Regions from separate parts of the Mus musculus genome. Here all the other regions are linked to region 1. The links are chromatin contacts, called in public ChIA-PET and promoter capture Hi-C maps. All regions are on one chromosome and are shown on one strand. The core of a region is the stretch at or near the end of the contact, and the rest is flanking DNA. Distances in the headings are between cores, read along the strand shown.

Region 1 (3,317 bases), core at 600-3,099:
TCTCCAGGATACAGCTGATTATTCCTTAGATACAAAAGTATGTCCAGGAGTTTGTCTGAATAGTGATCATCATTTATGTCTTTGCCATAATCAAAGAAGGCTTTTAGAGTTTCCAACGGAGGGATGAGATTATGACCTATCAATTCCTGATACAAATTCCAAGCTGTGTTCACATCTTGATGAAGGAGGGCTCCTTGTATACAGTCACCATAGTTCTTTTTGGAAGGGACCATGACTTTTTTAATGTCTTCTAACAGCAACAAGGACTCTCTCCATCTGTCTGAGTGGATCAATCCCCGGATGAGAAGGGTATAACCCCCAGATTCTAAACTCTTGTACTTGGCTTTCATGATTTCATAGACATCAATAACTTCTGACGTCTGCTTATGAAAGACACAGAGATATAAATACTTGACGAGTAGATTATAGCCCACGATGCCATTGTTCTTTGCTGCTACCCAAGCCAGGAGAGACTTGGCCACATCTACTGAACAACAGTTGCGTGCCATCTGTGAAATGATGAAGTCTTCAAAACTGGCCTTTCCTTTGAAATCTTCTTTAAGTTTATCCCACTCTGCGGAATTCAAAGGTTTAGTTGGAAGTTGGACAGAGCTTCTCACGGGCAAGGCATGACCTTGATTCTGAGGGTTAGCACCTATGTGGGACCTCTTCTTAGCTGCTCCAGCAGCGAAGTAATGAGGATCAGAAGAAACCTGCCCATTGTTGTCATTCCCTTTCCTGTGTGTCCTAGCTTTGGTATCCAGTAGATTGAGTGCTTTGCTATTTGGAGGGGTAGTAGGTTTAACAGAAAACCATCTTTGTTGGTTCCCGATGGCACAGAGAAAGAAGGGGGTAGAAGAGGTCGCAGGGCCTAGCTCAAAGTAAGGGTTGCTCTTCCAAAGTTTCGGGATGCTCCGAAAACCAGACAAATAGAAGGTCATGCTGCAGTGAGTTGAATGAAACTTAAAAATAAAACAGTTTCACTCCACTACGTAAAATTAAGGTATTGGGGGCCCGAGGATATGGAAGCGCAGTTCTTGAAAGTGAGACTTTTTTTGTTTCTCCGTTACAAACAAATCAAGACTATGTGTTTGGAGCGATGTAATGGTAAGGAAAGCACACGTGTTCTATTTATTAAATAAGGATCCAAAGACGTCCAACACCAGTAGCAATCCCTAAACCAGAAGGCGGAACGGGAATCCTGAAGTGCCTGTTACCTTCCAATTTTCGAATCTGAGGAAAAAGCACATGGACTCCCAGTTTGACTCGTGTGGATTATGATGGTCCCGAAGAGGGGCGGGATACCAAAGGAGCTAGAACAGGGAAATAAATAACAACGAACAGGAACCACCAATCGCAGCCCCAGCAGTAGCAAGAAAAGCCAGTCTAGGGTCCCTTGCTCTTCACAACTCTCTCCGGGCCGCAAAACTCTTCGGAGAAGAGGGGCCATGGAAATGCAGCATAAACATCATAGGGAAGGAAGTGAGGTCCAGAAAGAGCTCAGACTTAACTGTACGGAGGGTCGACAAACGAAGTTCACTTCATTAAACAACTCACCACGCCACTCATGCTTAAAGGAACCATAAACGCGGTGAAAACTACAATACCCACAACGCACCGCGCTGAACGTGGTGCTGGGGCCTGGAGCGCTTGAATTCCAGGGTTCTGTTGAGTACTGAGAAGATAAACAAACCAGGATAATTTTGAAACTTTTAGTATCCGAGAGGGCTGGATACCGCTGCGTCTATTACATCGTAGGAACGGTTAAGGTTTCCAGAGAAAGAACAAAATGTGACGAAAATGCTTTTCTCAATTCGGAAATGGCAATGGAGTCCCGTAACCTGTGGCGCGCACGCGCTAAATGCCCAAGCGAAGAAGTCACGCAGGCTTCTTCTGGCCTTTAGAAATCCGGCTTGGTGAGCTGCGACACCTCCGTAAGAAGGATAATTTTTTCATCTACTTCATGTCTGATTTTCGTCCATGCTAGCGTGATCGCCGTATCCGGAATAGCTACAGCATCTTTCCTTTCCTTTTTTCTTTTTTTCCTTTGTAGCCAAGGCTTCCGCCCGTGCCCAAGATGGCGTCCAGGCGTCCTAATTAACTTCCACCTGTCTTGGCGAAGTCTGACGTCGCGGCTGGCAGTGGGTGGAGCTCTTAACAAACTGCAAATGTAGGGTCCTCTGAGCGGGAGTCAACCATGGACTGGAAAGACGTGCTTCGCCGGCGGTTAGCGTCGCCCAACACGGATCCAAAGAGTGAGTTTGAGAGGGACCGCCCTCTAGATAGCCCGCCCCAGGCTAGAAGTGGCGGACAGGGTGGATAGGGTGGAGGAGCTAGTGAGAGCTGTACTTTTGTCTGTTAAACTTCTCTGACAAAGGAGTCAGAGTGGAATGTGCTTTGGAGATCTACCAAGGGGTGACCCAAACTTCCCTGGTAAATGCCCTGCTAGGAATGAGAGCATAACGGTGACCTCAGTTTTCCACGATCTTAGACTTACGAACCAGACTTACGAACCTTGGTTCAAACCTTCAATCTTTTCAAGACCTATAATTCATCCTTATAGGTTTTTTTCCTTCCCTAGAAATAGCGTTTTATCATCTAGCCGAGGCTAGACTTGACTTATTGACCCTTTTTGTTCCTGCCTCCCGAGTCCCTGCCACCTTTTAACTCTCTTTCACTTAACCCTCCATTTTAAATTTCATGAATCCGTTTTACATTGCTCGTTCCTTGGTCCTTCACACTTGCTTTCCAGTCTGGTAAAATCCTTCCAGCTCCACACCAGCACCCAGGCAGCTGCGATTGGCTAAAGAAAAACAGAACCTGGTTGTAGGCATGGCTCAGCCATTAAAGGCTAGACTCAAACAAAGAAGAACACCCAAACCATGGTGAGTTCTAAGGTGAAGTGTCTGTTTTGGTGGCATCTGCAAGAAGAGCGTTTGCTTTTCTACACTTAATTCCGCTCATCTTCCCAAACCTCCAGTCTGCCCTCCACTGTTCACCTTAAATCGATGAGCATATTTTTCAAATATATATATCTTAAAGAGGAAGTAGAGGCAGTTTATAAAGGAGAGCCTCAACTGTTTCCAGTTACCATTTCACTCAGGTCTTAGGTATATATCCTTACAACCAACCTTCACCTTTAGAATGTATTGTCACCAGGTAGTGGTGGCACGTGGCTTTAACCCCAGCTCTTGAGAGGCAGAGGCAGGTGGATCTCTGAGTTGGAGACCAGTGTGGTCTACAGGGAGTTTCAGAACAGCCAGGGCTACACAGAGAAACCCTGTCTCTATTAAGAACTGTGTATTGGACTTGAGTCC
Region 2 (3,317 bases), core at 520-3,019, 510 kb after region 1:
AAGGGGGGTGGGGAGAGTGAAAGAGGGAAGGAAAAGAGAGACAAGAGAGAGGGGACCAAGAGATCACATAGGGGGCTGGAGAGATGGCTCAGTGGTTAAGAGCACCGAACGCTCTTCCGAAGGTCCTGAGTTCAAATCCCAGAAACCACATGGTGGCTCACAACCATCTGTAAGGAGATCTGACGCCCTCTTCTGCAGTGTCTGAAGACAGCTACAGTGTACTTACATAGAGAGAGAGAGAGAGAGAGAGAGAGAGAGAGAGAGAGAGAACATGGTCGGAATGCACTGGGGAGGGGAAGCCTGTGAGCTGGAGACGTTTAGGGTAGGGGCAGGGTGAGAAGAGCTAAGAGGAGCTGGGCTGCCATCATGGGCCCTGTAGTAGATATTTGAGATGCTGAGAGCCTGGAGGCTGGCCAGCATGTGCACTTTGGTCATTTCAGACTTTTTGTTGATGATAAAGGGCAATGGAATCTCTCTGTAACTGCTTCTTGGCTGAAATTAGGGTGTCATTGTCAGAGCCAGGAAGGCTGAGATGCTAGTAAGGCCAGGGGTGGAGAGAAGATTCACACCAGCAGATCGTTATTTACATGTATATGTGTAGGAAGGGAGGTGGAGAAAATGAGTCAATTGCAGACACGGTGGTATTTGTTTGGATGTGAGGCATGAGGAGATGAAGGATCTGAAGAGGACAAGTCGAAACCAGGCTTGGACCTTGAGAGTGATGATGTCATTAAGTGGAGACACAATAGTCCGGGCGGTGGTGGCACACGCCTTTAATCCCAGCACTTGGGAGGCAGAGGCAGAGGCAGGCAGATTTCTGAGTCAGAAGCCAGCCTGGTCTACAGAGTGAGTTCCAGGACAGCCAGGCCTATACAGAGAAACCCTGTCTCTAAATAAATAAATAAATAAATAAATAAATAAAAGTGGAGACACAGCTTTGCTTGAGTGATCCTTTGTAGAAGTGAAGTGTGGTAAGTTAGAAATGATTATTTTTATAAAATTTATTTATTTATTGGTTTTGTGTGTGTGAAAGGACAATCTGCAGTACCATTCTACCTTGTGGGTCAGTCCTGGGGCTTGAACTCAGGCCTCTAGGCTTAGCAGCAAGTACTTTTCCTCACTGCTAAACCAACATGCTGGCCCAAGGGATTATTTTCTTGAAGCATCTGTGGATGCTCCTTTCCTGCTACTCAGCTGGACAGTTAGATCAGGTCTGGCGATTGTTTCTTAGTATACAGGCAAGGAATACTCTTGTAATGAGAACGGCTCTGTTTTTATAGTGCTCGGTCATTAGCACCCCAAACTGAGGTAGTTATTACTTCCCCAGCAGTAAAAGCTTGATTATAGCCCCTGTCTGCTTATTGTGTGAAGGCTTTTGGCTCCTGAAACTTCCACAGGCAATATGGTATTAATGGTGATTAATCATCATGTAACTCAATACAAAGACAAGAATATTTACTGTGACTTCCTGGGAGTACTGGTACAGTTTTTTAGGGGCCCTCGGGGGCAAGAGACGTGGACCGTTCTCCGGGTGGCCCTGGGGCCTTCCCAAGCCTGAGCTCGCCAGCAGTGAGCAGCGACTATCGCTCTGGGCCAACCCTCCCTCTTACCTGGAGCAAAGGACCCTGCGTCCTTTCCCCTTCAGGGACTGCTCCCCCTCCTAGAGCGGGCGGGGGGCGGGGCTGGCGCTCGGCTCCGCCCTCCGCCCCACCCGCGCGGCCGACTAGGTTCGTGGCCTTGCTTGTGCGACTGCGCGAGCCCTGGACTCGAAGCAGCCATGATGGTGGGTGTTCACGGCGGCGCCGAACTCGGGGCGCGCGGTGGGGGCGGCGGGCGCGGGGACGGCGCGGGCTGGGCGCTAATGTCTCTCTTTGTGTCTCCCCCTTTCCCTGCCTCCCCTTCGGTGTGCTGGGCCCGCCGACCCCACAGGAAGGCCTGGATGACGGCCCCGACTTCCTCTCGGAGGAAGACCGCGGAGTAAGTTGTGTCTTCTGTGGTCTCGACCCTCGGTCCCTCCCCCGCCGTGGCCCGAGAAGGGGTCCAGGCTGCGCTGCCGCCCTGGGTCGCCCTCCCGACCTCCGCGACGCGCGCCCCGCCCTTCTGCAGCCCTTCGTCCCTGGGGTCGGGCGCTTCTCGGTTCCGCTGGTCCCGTGGCCGCTTTCTCGCCCTAGGTGGGCGATCCAACCCTGTGCTGAGCTTGCTTTTCCCAGGCCCCGCTGCAGGTGGGGTGGCCGGGTTGGAACGCCCCCATCCTTGACTCTCTGGGCCACGAAACCCATTTTCAGACCTTCCCGGTGGTACCGTCAAAATCTTTCTGTGGCTTTCTGGAACCTCGTTTCTCCTTTCTCTGCTGAATGGTATGGATTTGGTCTAAATTTACTCTTTTGTAATGATTTTTTTGCAATCAGCAAATCTCAGTTTTGCCCTAAAAGATTTTTAAAGAACGGGTCGCTTTCAGTATCTTTACTTTTTCTAGTATATTCCTCAATCCCCATCCTTTTCAGGATTCTCTCGATATTGTCTCCCATCTCTAGCTCATGTTAAGGTATGACTTACAAAATAATAATTTATATAAAGATGTACAGCGTGATATTTTGATGCGTGTAGAGGTTGTGAAATAATTACCATTGTCAAGTTAATGAACACAGACCTCACTCGGGACCTTACTCAGGTACCTTCATTTTCTTTTTTGAGGAGAGCACTTGGTCTGCTCTCAGCAGAGTTTCAAGTATCCATTATTATTAGTCACTCCACTGTACATTAAGTATCCAGAACTTAAAACTGAAAGTTTGTATCCTTTGACCACTCTCCCCCCTCCCCGCTTCCTGCCCCTTGTTCAAAGGTCTCATTTCTCGCTCCCACTGCATCCCCCCAGCAGCACTCCATTTGTCTTAGTGAAAGATAGCATTGCATGTAGAGCCTTGTACAGGTGCACTGTTACTAATGTATGACTGCCACTAAGCAAAGTTTCATTGTCACCATTTTATCACTCAGCAGCTCACACTTGTCCAGAAACTTGGTTTGAAACAAGTTTCCTTGTACAAAGCAATTTTTTTCCTGCCTCCCAAGTGTGGATGTGGTGCATGCCTCCTAGCCTAGTTTTCCTTTTGTTTTCTATTTTGCGGCTACTTATCCATCCTAGAAAATGTGAGAGATGCAGGTGTTAGTGGATTCAGGATAGATGGTAACCGTGCAGGATATTGTTGTTGGTAAGAGATTCTTTGTCTGTGTGGTGGGTAGGTGCAACTGTGTACAAACAAGTTCTGTAGAGGTCAGACAGTGTCAGACCCCAGAGGCTGGTGTCACAGGTGGTTTTG
Region 3 (3,317 bases), core at 577-3,076, 300 kb before region 1:
CGCGGACAGCGTGCCATAGCCGGTGCTTCTCTCGAATGTCCGCGGACGGGAAGTGCGCCCCGCAAAGCGGGCACGCAAAGGTGAGTGGGGCCGTGCGCTCCGAGCCAAAACCCGGAGTTGGTGCACGGGCCGAGCCCGTCTCATGGGTGCCCAGGTGCTTGCGCAGATAGGCTTGGCGACGGAACTTTTTGTGACAATACGGGCACACGAAGACCTCGGACGTCGCTCCTGCGCTGGCACCGCTCGACCCCGGCCCGTGGCGCCCTAGAATCACCTCGGGGTAGGGAGCCTGGGGTCGTGCGGCCTCCGGGTACACTAGAGCCTGTAGGCCCGGGCGCGCGGCGCTGTCCCGGTGCTGACCGTCTCCGGAGCTGTCCGGAGCCTGCGGGTGCTGATCGTCGGTCCGCGGCACGCGGCCGTTCTCCTTGCCCGTCGCCAGGGAAGGGTCCGGAGGGGTCAGAGGCGCGTGGGGAGGTTTACTCGCGGCGCAGGCAGGCGTGGGACGTGGCTTGTGCCAGCGGCGGTGGGAGGCGAGGTTCGCGGGGCAGCTGAAGACCTTGTCGCACTCGGGACAGCGGTACTCGACGCGCACGATGCGGGAGCAGCGGTGCTGAGCCAGAGCGAAGGGGTCCGCGTACTGGTGCTTGCACAGCTGGCAGATGAACTCCCCCAGCGGGGTGCGGACGCCGCCCAGAGCCCGTGCCGGAGCCCCGGGCTCCTCCTCTTTGATCTTCAGACCCAGCACCGGGGACGTGGTCACCTCATCTGCGAAGCTCAGCCTTCTCACCGCCTTAGGTTTCCTGACGGCTGCCGGCGCTGAGGCGCAGACTGGGGCACCCTTACCGCGGCGCTGGAGGCCATGCGGGGCGGGCCCGGGGACGGGAATTGGAACGGATACAGGGACCTGCGGCGGTACCAACTCCTCCCCGGAGGTCACGGCCGCGGGCGCCGCGGAGCAGAAGGCGGTGGCGCTGGGGAAGGACTCCGCAGAGACCGGAGAGCGCAGGCAGCGCTCCAGGAACGCGCGGCGCAGCTCGGGGCCCGCCGGCCTCGCGGGGCTGGGGCCGGGGCCGTCGCCGCCACCCGCGCCCCACTCGGCGTCGTCCTGCGGAGGTGCGAGGCAGGGGGACCCCAAAAGTCCCCGACCGGGCTCCTCCGGTGAGGATTGCGCCGCGAGGGGACCCGGAGGAGGGAAAAGCGGCTCCACCGGGCGCGCGCGGTAGGAGCTGCCGGAGCGCTTGGTTCGCTTCACCAGGAAGCCCCTCGGCATGGTGGGTCGGGTGCCCGGGCGAGCCCCGGAGCTAGGAGGGCTGGACGGAGCCGGGCATGCGGCCGCCCGCTTTATAGCTGAGACGCCGGGCCGGGTCGGGCCGGGCCCCTCGGGCTGTGCCGGCCAATCAGGAGTGGGAGCGGGTCCCGGGGCGGGGCCTCCACCCGGCCGGGCGCCCCGACAGAGACGCGGGAAGACGAGCGGGCACGAAGGGGCTTGGGGCGCCCAGTGCAGCCTCCGGGGACCTCGCGCTAGGGAGCCAGAGCCACCAGCCCGCCACGCGCCGAGAACTGACCAGGCCCACGCCTGGGCGTCGCTCTGAAAGGCTCGGCCGCCTCGGGAGGTCAGAGGAGGGACGGCCACCGCGACAGGGCGGGAATCCGCGCGGGAACGGGTTAACGTCCCTCCGCCAGTACTGAGCTGATGAGAAGCTGCGAGCGAACTGCAGGGCAGCTAAATCCACCGCCCTGTGCCTACACTTGACGGCGGGAGCACGTCTGCCATCCAGTATCGATCGGGACTGCGCGCTTCTGTGATACTATGAGAATTCATCTGGGGAGAAGAGCTCTCGGCGCCGCAGATCGTGCGTGCTGGCAAACCTCTGGAGCTCAGGACGCTGCACGGTTCAGGCGCCGAGCTCTTGGCTGATAAGTGTCCCCTCCCTTGGGGAAGAGGAGTGGGGAGGGGAAGGGATCTAATTTTCGACTGTCCTCACATAAAGTGGTTTCTCTGTTCACACTTTCCACTTAAGCTACCCAGAGACATGACTTAATGCCTAACTGGCCTGTTTAGCATGGAGGAGATTGAGTGAGAAATGCTGGTGGAATCGGCATTACACCTGCTTCCCTCTACATGACAAGAGACACTCTGCAAAAGATGTGCAGTACACCAACTCAACAGATTGTCCTCTGGGCCCCTTGCCACCAGCTGGGCACTTCGTTGTTGTAGTTAAGAACCTGAAGAGATTTGTAGGTTTGTAGTACTGATTGAACGGTGAAATAATTAGCCCTATTCGACAGAGGTACCGTATCAGCCTTTATAACAAAACCCATGCAATGTGAGAAGAGGAAAGGGAAAGACCCGTGCTCGGAGCTCCTCGATAAACAGAACTAAAAGCAGACTCAGTTAAAGTGGAATGCAGGCTGAGTCCCATCATCAGTGAAGTAATTTCACATGGAGGACAGTATTTAAGGAAAGAGACATGAAGGTCTGTTTATCTCTGGCTATGCATCAGGTTATGCTTAAGCAGGCATGCGCGCATGCACACACAATAAAGTTTCACAATATAATACTTAACCAAATACCCTGGATCCTCTGGTTTTCTGTCCTGCTGTACTTTAAGGACTGGATTAAGCTCAGCAGTTATGATGCTTTCCATTAAACAGTGTGGAGCGAGCGGCGTACAGTAAGTGTGAGATTTTACAATCAAAATTCCTATCCCGAATCATTAAAATGCTAAAGTGCTAAGTAGGTTAATAAGCTTGGTTTCCTGAGCTGGTCATTTCCAACATGTCAGTGACCTCGGGGCTGACTTCTCACTCAAATTCATCTCATCCTACCCCTTGCCCACGAGGCTTTTTCCTGAAGCAAAGCATATTGGCTCGTGTTTTCCACCAGCTCCAGTGCTGCTCCCCCACCCTCTTCAATGACAACCTTCCTGGAAAACAATACCACATTTTTTTTTCATTCTTAATTAACAACTTTCTAGAAAATATGGATAAAGAAAACTCTTTGTCACAGTATTGTTGGTGATTGTAAATACGCTGAGATTACGTCGAGGAACTCACCTCTACTGCAGATGATGAGTTAGCCATCAGCATCAGACGGAACTCAGAGTACATCATGACACTAGGCCCCAGGATGGGAAGGTGCATGTGTGCACTGCAGAGCTCAGTGAGGAAGGAATGAAATGCATGCGACACCGGAAGCGCTCGGGATGGAAACGTTGTGATGCGCATCCGCTTAGTAAGAATTTTAATAGTTTTTGCTGACTTCAGTTTTTAGATCTTTTAAGTGACCTGCAAAAAGTATACATGACTCTGGTGAT
Region 4 (3,317 bases), core at 421-2,920, 290 kb after region 1:
GCTTTCATGCCTGATGCCCCATGGCCCAAGTCAGCATCAGATCCTCTGGAACTAGAATTATAGACAGTTGTAAGCTACCAATTCTGCAAATTGAACCTACTTCCTCTAGAACATGGGTTTTCCACGTGTGGGTCTCAATCCCTTTGGTGAACCTTTATTTCCAAAAATGTTTACATTGTGATTCATAACAGTAAAAAATTAGTTATGAAGTGACAATGGAAATAATTTCATGGTGGTGGTCCCCAAAATATGAGGAACTATATTGAATGGTCGCAGCATTAGGAAGGTCGAGAACCACTGCTCTATGAGAACAGCCAGTGCTCTTAACCAGTCCAGCCTCCAGATCAGCTTATCTGATAGGCTTTAAAACAAAACATGGTCTCTCTGTGTAGTCCTGGCTAGGCTAGAGCTCTGTGTAGAACAGGCTGGCCTCTAACTCACAGAGATCAGCCTGTTTCTATCTCCAAAGTCCTGCGATTAAAAGCTTGCACGGCCGTGCCCGTTTTAATAGACTTTGTTTCTTCTAAGAAATACTTTTTAAGAGATTATTTTAGGTGTGTAAGTGGTCTGCCTGCCTGAATGTCCGTGTGCCTGGTGCCCTTGGAGGCCAGAAGGCACTGGGTCCTCTGGGACTGGAGGTGCAAATGATTGTGAACTGCTATGTGGGTGCTGGAAACTGAACCCAGGCTTTTCATTACTGAACCATATCTTCAGCCCCCTAAGGAATACGTTTTTTCCTTATTTTGGCCTGCAAGAGTAATTTAAAAATTTTAATTCCAAGATGGAATCGTTCATTGTCTTTTTTTGTATAATCATCAGGATTAATATTTGGAGCTCTTGATCCATGTATACCTGTGCACTGCGTGAGTGCCTGGTGCCCACAGAGGCCAGAAGACGGCATTGAGTCCTCTGAAACAGGAGTAACAAACAATTGTGTCATGTCAGTGTGTCATGTTGTAAGTGACCGTATCAATGCTAGCAATTGGACCTGGGTCCACTAGAAGTACAGCCAGTGTTTTTAACATTGACCCATCTCTTCAACCCCAGTATTAAATTTTTAATAGATACAGACCAGAGCGTATTGCAAGTATTCTTCCTACCGCCCACGACTCTATGTGTGACCTGTATACCAACCCCAACCCCACTCATATTACTTGGGGGATTATTATGAACTGCTAATCTTTGTTCCCCACCCAGACTTAGTAAGTCAAAACCTGCATTTTAACAAGCCCCACCCCCAATTTACTGTACACATATTAAAGTTCGGAAGCAGTATTCAGCAGGAACTTTCCTCTAGGGAAGTAATTCCTGACTTTCACTGAACATTAAATTCACCTGGGAGAGCTTTTGAAAGCTACTGGGGACTGGATTCACTCCCTCAGAGACTGATTTAATTGGCTGGAGGTTGGAGCTGTTGGCACCGGTATTTTTAAGGCCCCCTAATTGCATCGGGGTTGGGAGGGAGAGCTCTACAATTACAGGCTGCCATCAGGGTTCTAGTTGTTTCAAAAGCAAAAAGGATGTGCAAGTCTTCTAACGGGGTTTCCCGAGGAAACAATAGCGATCTGAGAGCATTGTGCATGACACTGTGTCCCCAGGACATCACAGTGCTTCTAACTGCCTGGCTTGGCAAGAAGCCTCACCAGTTCTTTAGTGCCCCTGATAAACGAAATTTACTTCCTTCCTGTTCATCTTTCTGCTCTGATACCCATCAAAAATGATCCTGCCTTGCCTGTTCACTCACAGATGTGTCCCTGTCTGGATGTCTGGCCTCTGTCTTAAATATTCTTGTTATAGGGACTGGAGAGGTGGCCCAGTGTTTAAGAACACTCGTTGGTTTTGCAGAGGACCAGTTTCTAGGGTGGCTCACAACTGTCTGTAACTTCAGGTCCAGGTGATCTAATGCCCACTCCTTGCCTCTGCTGCCTCTTGCCTGAACATGATACACACACATACGTATGCTCAGGCACATACACATAAAATAATAGTCCTTAAAAATTTTTGCCATGAACCTGATATAATCTGACTTCTCTCTACTAGTTCCGGTTTTGGTTTGAAAGAGCTTAATTTCTTGTACAGTCAGAACTGCACACCCATAAATAGTTTCCAGGGTAGTCATCAGCTCCGCTCACAGTTCAGCCACAGTGATACATGAAGGCAGGTTCCAGGTGATAATGTAATCAAAGAGAGTGTGTGGGTATGACTGGGACATAGCTTAGCCACAGCACTGACCTAGCATGCTCAAAGCTCTGGGTTTCATGCTCAATGAAAGGAATCCATCTTGCGTGGTACTCAGAACCTATGCTGTTTCCTAGTGATCATTCTTTTCCATAAACGACCATAAGCAAATGTCTTTTATTTTGTATTTTATATTTATGGGAGTTTTACCTGTGTGTATATACCACCACCTAGCTTAGAGATCTCTGATATTAAGATAGATATTTAATATGTAGGGTATTACATGTATTTCAGTTTGGGGGCTTATAAAATGTCAAAAGTAGACTTGGACTCAACATATATTTATCAGTTATAATACCTTTAAAGTTGCCCTTTTTAACCCAGATGCGATGGTACATACCTGTAAATCCAGCACTGGGGAGGTAGTGGCAAGTGGATCTCTGTAAAATTGAAGCTAGCCTGATCCACATATCAAGTTCCAGGCCAGCCAGGGCTATATAATGAAACCATATTTCAAAGGAATTTTTTTTTCCTTTTCCTTCTTCCCAACAACAGTAGAGAAGAATGATCCTAAAGATGATTATGTGATTTAAAACTCAATCCAGGGGCAGTTATGAAGCCTATGTCCAGATCAGCAACAGCCAGAAAGAATGCACCTTGGAGCTCTAAGTGCTAGAGGCAGGATTCAAAGGCGAGCTTCCCCGACTTGACAGAACACCCCGCAAAGTGCTCTTTTTTCTCTTAATATTTTATGGTACTGTTCTTTGAGGTAAAGCAAGCTTTCTTTCTTTTTTTTTTTTTTTTTTGAAGCCAGCAGACTACTGCAGATTCTGACTTGAAAGCTTAGAAACCACTAACTAAAGCCAGGTGTGGTGGTGGCGGCATGTGCCTTTAATCCTAGTACTCTACTCACGAGGCAGAGGCTGGTGGATCTCTTAAGTTTGAGGCCAGCCTGGTCTACAGAGTGAGTTCCAAGACAGCCAGGGCTACACAGAGAAACCTTGTCTCAAATCAAAACAAACAAGAATTTTTTTTAAAGAAAAAGGAGAAAAAGAATAAAGAAGAGGAGCTGGAGAGATGGCTCAGTGGTTAAGAGCACTGACTGCTCTTCTGAAGGTCCTGAGTTCAAATCCCAGCAA

The links. Promoter capture Hi-C pulls out the DNA fragments that hold promoters and counts their contacts. ChIA-PET counts read pairs in DNA pulled down with a chosen protein or histone mark. Capture Hi-C pulls out chosen DNA fragments and counts their contacts.
Region 2: a promoter capture Hi-C map of liver shows a contact between it and region 1. The contact joins the promoter of Snx6 here to the promoter of Ppp2r3c in region 1. A contact is called at or near these places in 5 of 39 promoter capture datasets (cranial neural crest, frontonasal cranial neural crest, liver and 2 more), 1 of 484 Hi-C or Micro-C datasets (B cells), 9 of 115 datasets of contacts at active chromatin or transcription factors (the 230-238 cell line, the SCID.adh cell line, cardiomyocytes and 5 more) and 2 of 9 other capture datasets (embryonic stem cells and liver).
Region 3: a promoter capture Hi-C map of embryonic stem cells shows a contact between it and region 1, with 2.4 times the contacts expected there. The contact joins the promoter of Insm2 here to the promoter of Ppp2r3c in region 1. A contact is called at or near these places in 13 of 39 promoter capture datasets (the HPC-7 cell line, embryonic stem cells, hippocampal neurons and 4 more), 3 of 484 Hi-C or Micro-C datasets (cardiomyocytes and embryonic stem cells), 7 of 115 datasets of contacts at active chromatin or transcription factors (embryonic stem cells, large pre-B cells and stem cell-derived epiblast-like cells) and 5 of 9 other capture datasets (adipose tissue, embryonic stem cells, liver and 2 more).
Region 4: an RNA polymerase II ChIA-PET map of memory CD8 T cells shows a contact between it and region 1, with 6 read pairs. The contact joins the enhancer-like site here to the promoter of Ppp2r3c in region 1. A contact is called at or near these places in 6 of 39 promoter capture datasets (embryonic stem cells, fetal liver, liver and 2 more), 2 of 115 datasets of contacts at active chromatin or transcription factors (memory CD8 T cells and microglia) and 3 of 9 other capture datasets (adipose tissue, liver and pancreatic islet).

What each region holds. Positions count from the first base shown.
Region 1 is chr12:55,301,532-55,304,848 of GRCm38.p6, reverse strand. It overlaps Ppp2r3c (protein phosphatase 2, regulatory subunit B'', gamma), which reads left to right and starts at 1,849. Exons shown (of 14, transcript NM_021529.4): 1 at 1,849-1,934; 2 at 2,054-2,255. The coding sequence starts at 2,198. Prorp (protein only RNase P catalytic subunit) reads right to left here and starts at 2,212. Exons shown (of 7, transcript NM_025373.1): 1 at 1-2,212. The coding sequence starts at 941.
Region 2 is chr12:54,794,114-54,797,430 of GRCm38.p6, reverse strand. It overlaps Snx6 (sorting nexin 6), which reads left to right and starts at 1,769. Exons shown (of 14, transcript NM_026998.3): 1 at 1,769-1,783; 2 at 1,930-1,977. The coding sequence starts at 1,778.
Region 3 is chr12:55,597,426-55,600,742 of GRCm38.p6, reverse strand. It overlaps Insm2 (insulinoma-associated 2), which reads right to left and starts at 1,826. Exons shown (of 1, transcript NM_020287.2): 1 at 1-1,826. The coding sequence starts at 1,270.
Region 4 is chr12:55,015,359-55,018,675 of GRCm38.p6, reverse strand. No RefSeq gene overlaps it. Among named protein-coding and RNA genes, the nearest start is that of Gm24296, 20 kb to the right of the region's middle. Within about 2 kb of position 1,670, at least 42 of the 459 cell types and tissues checked have an H3K27ac peak or open chromatin away from gene starts, as enhancers often do. A contact at or near this core is called in memory CD8 T cells, where this site is marked.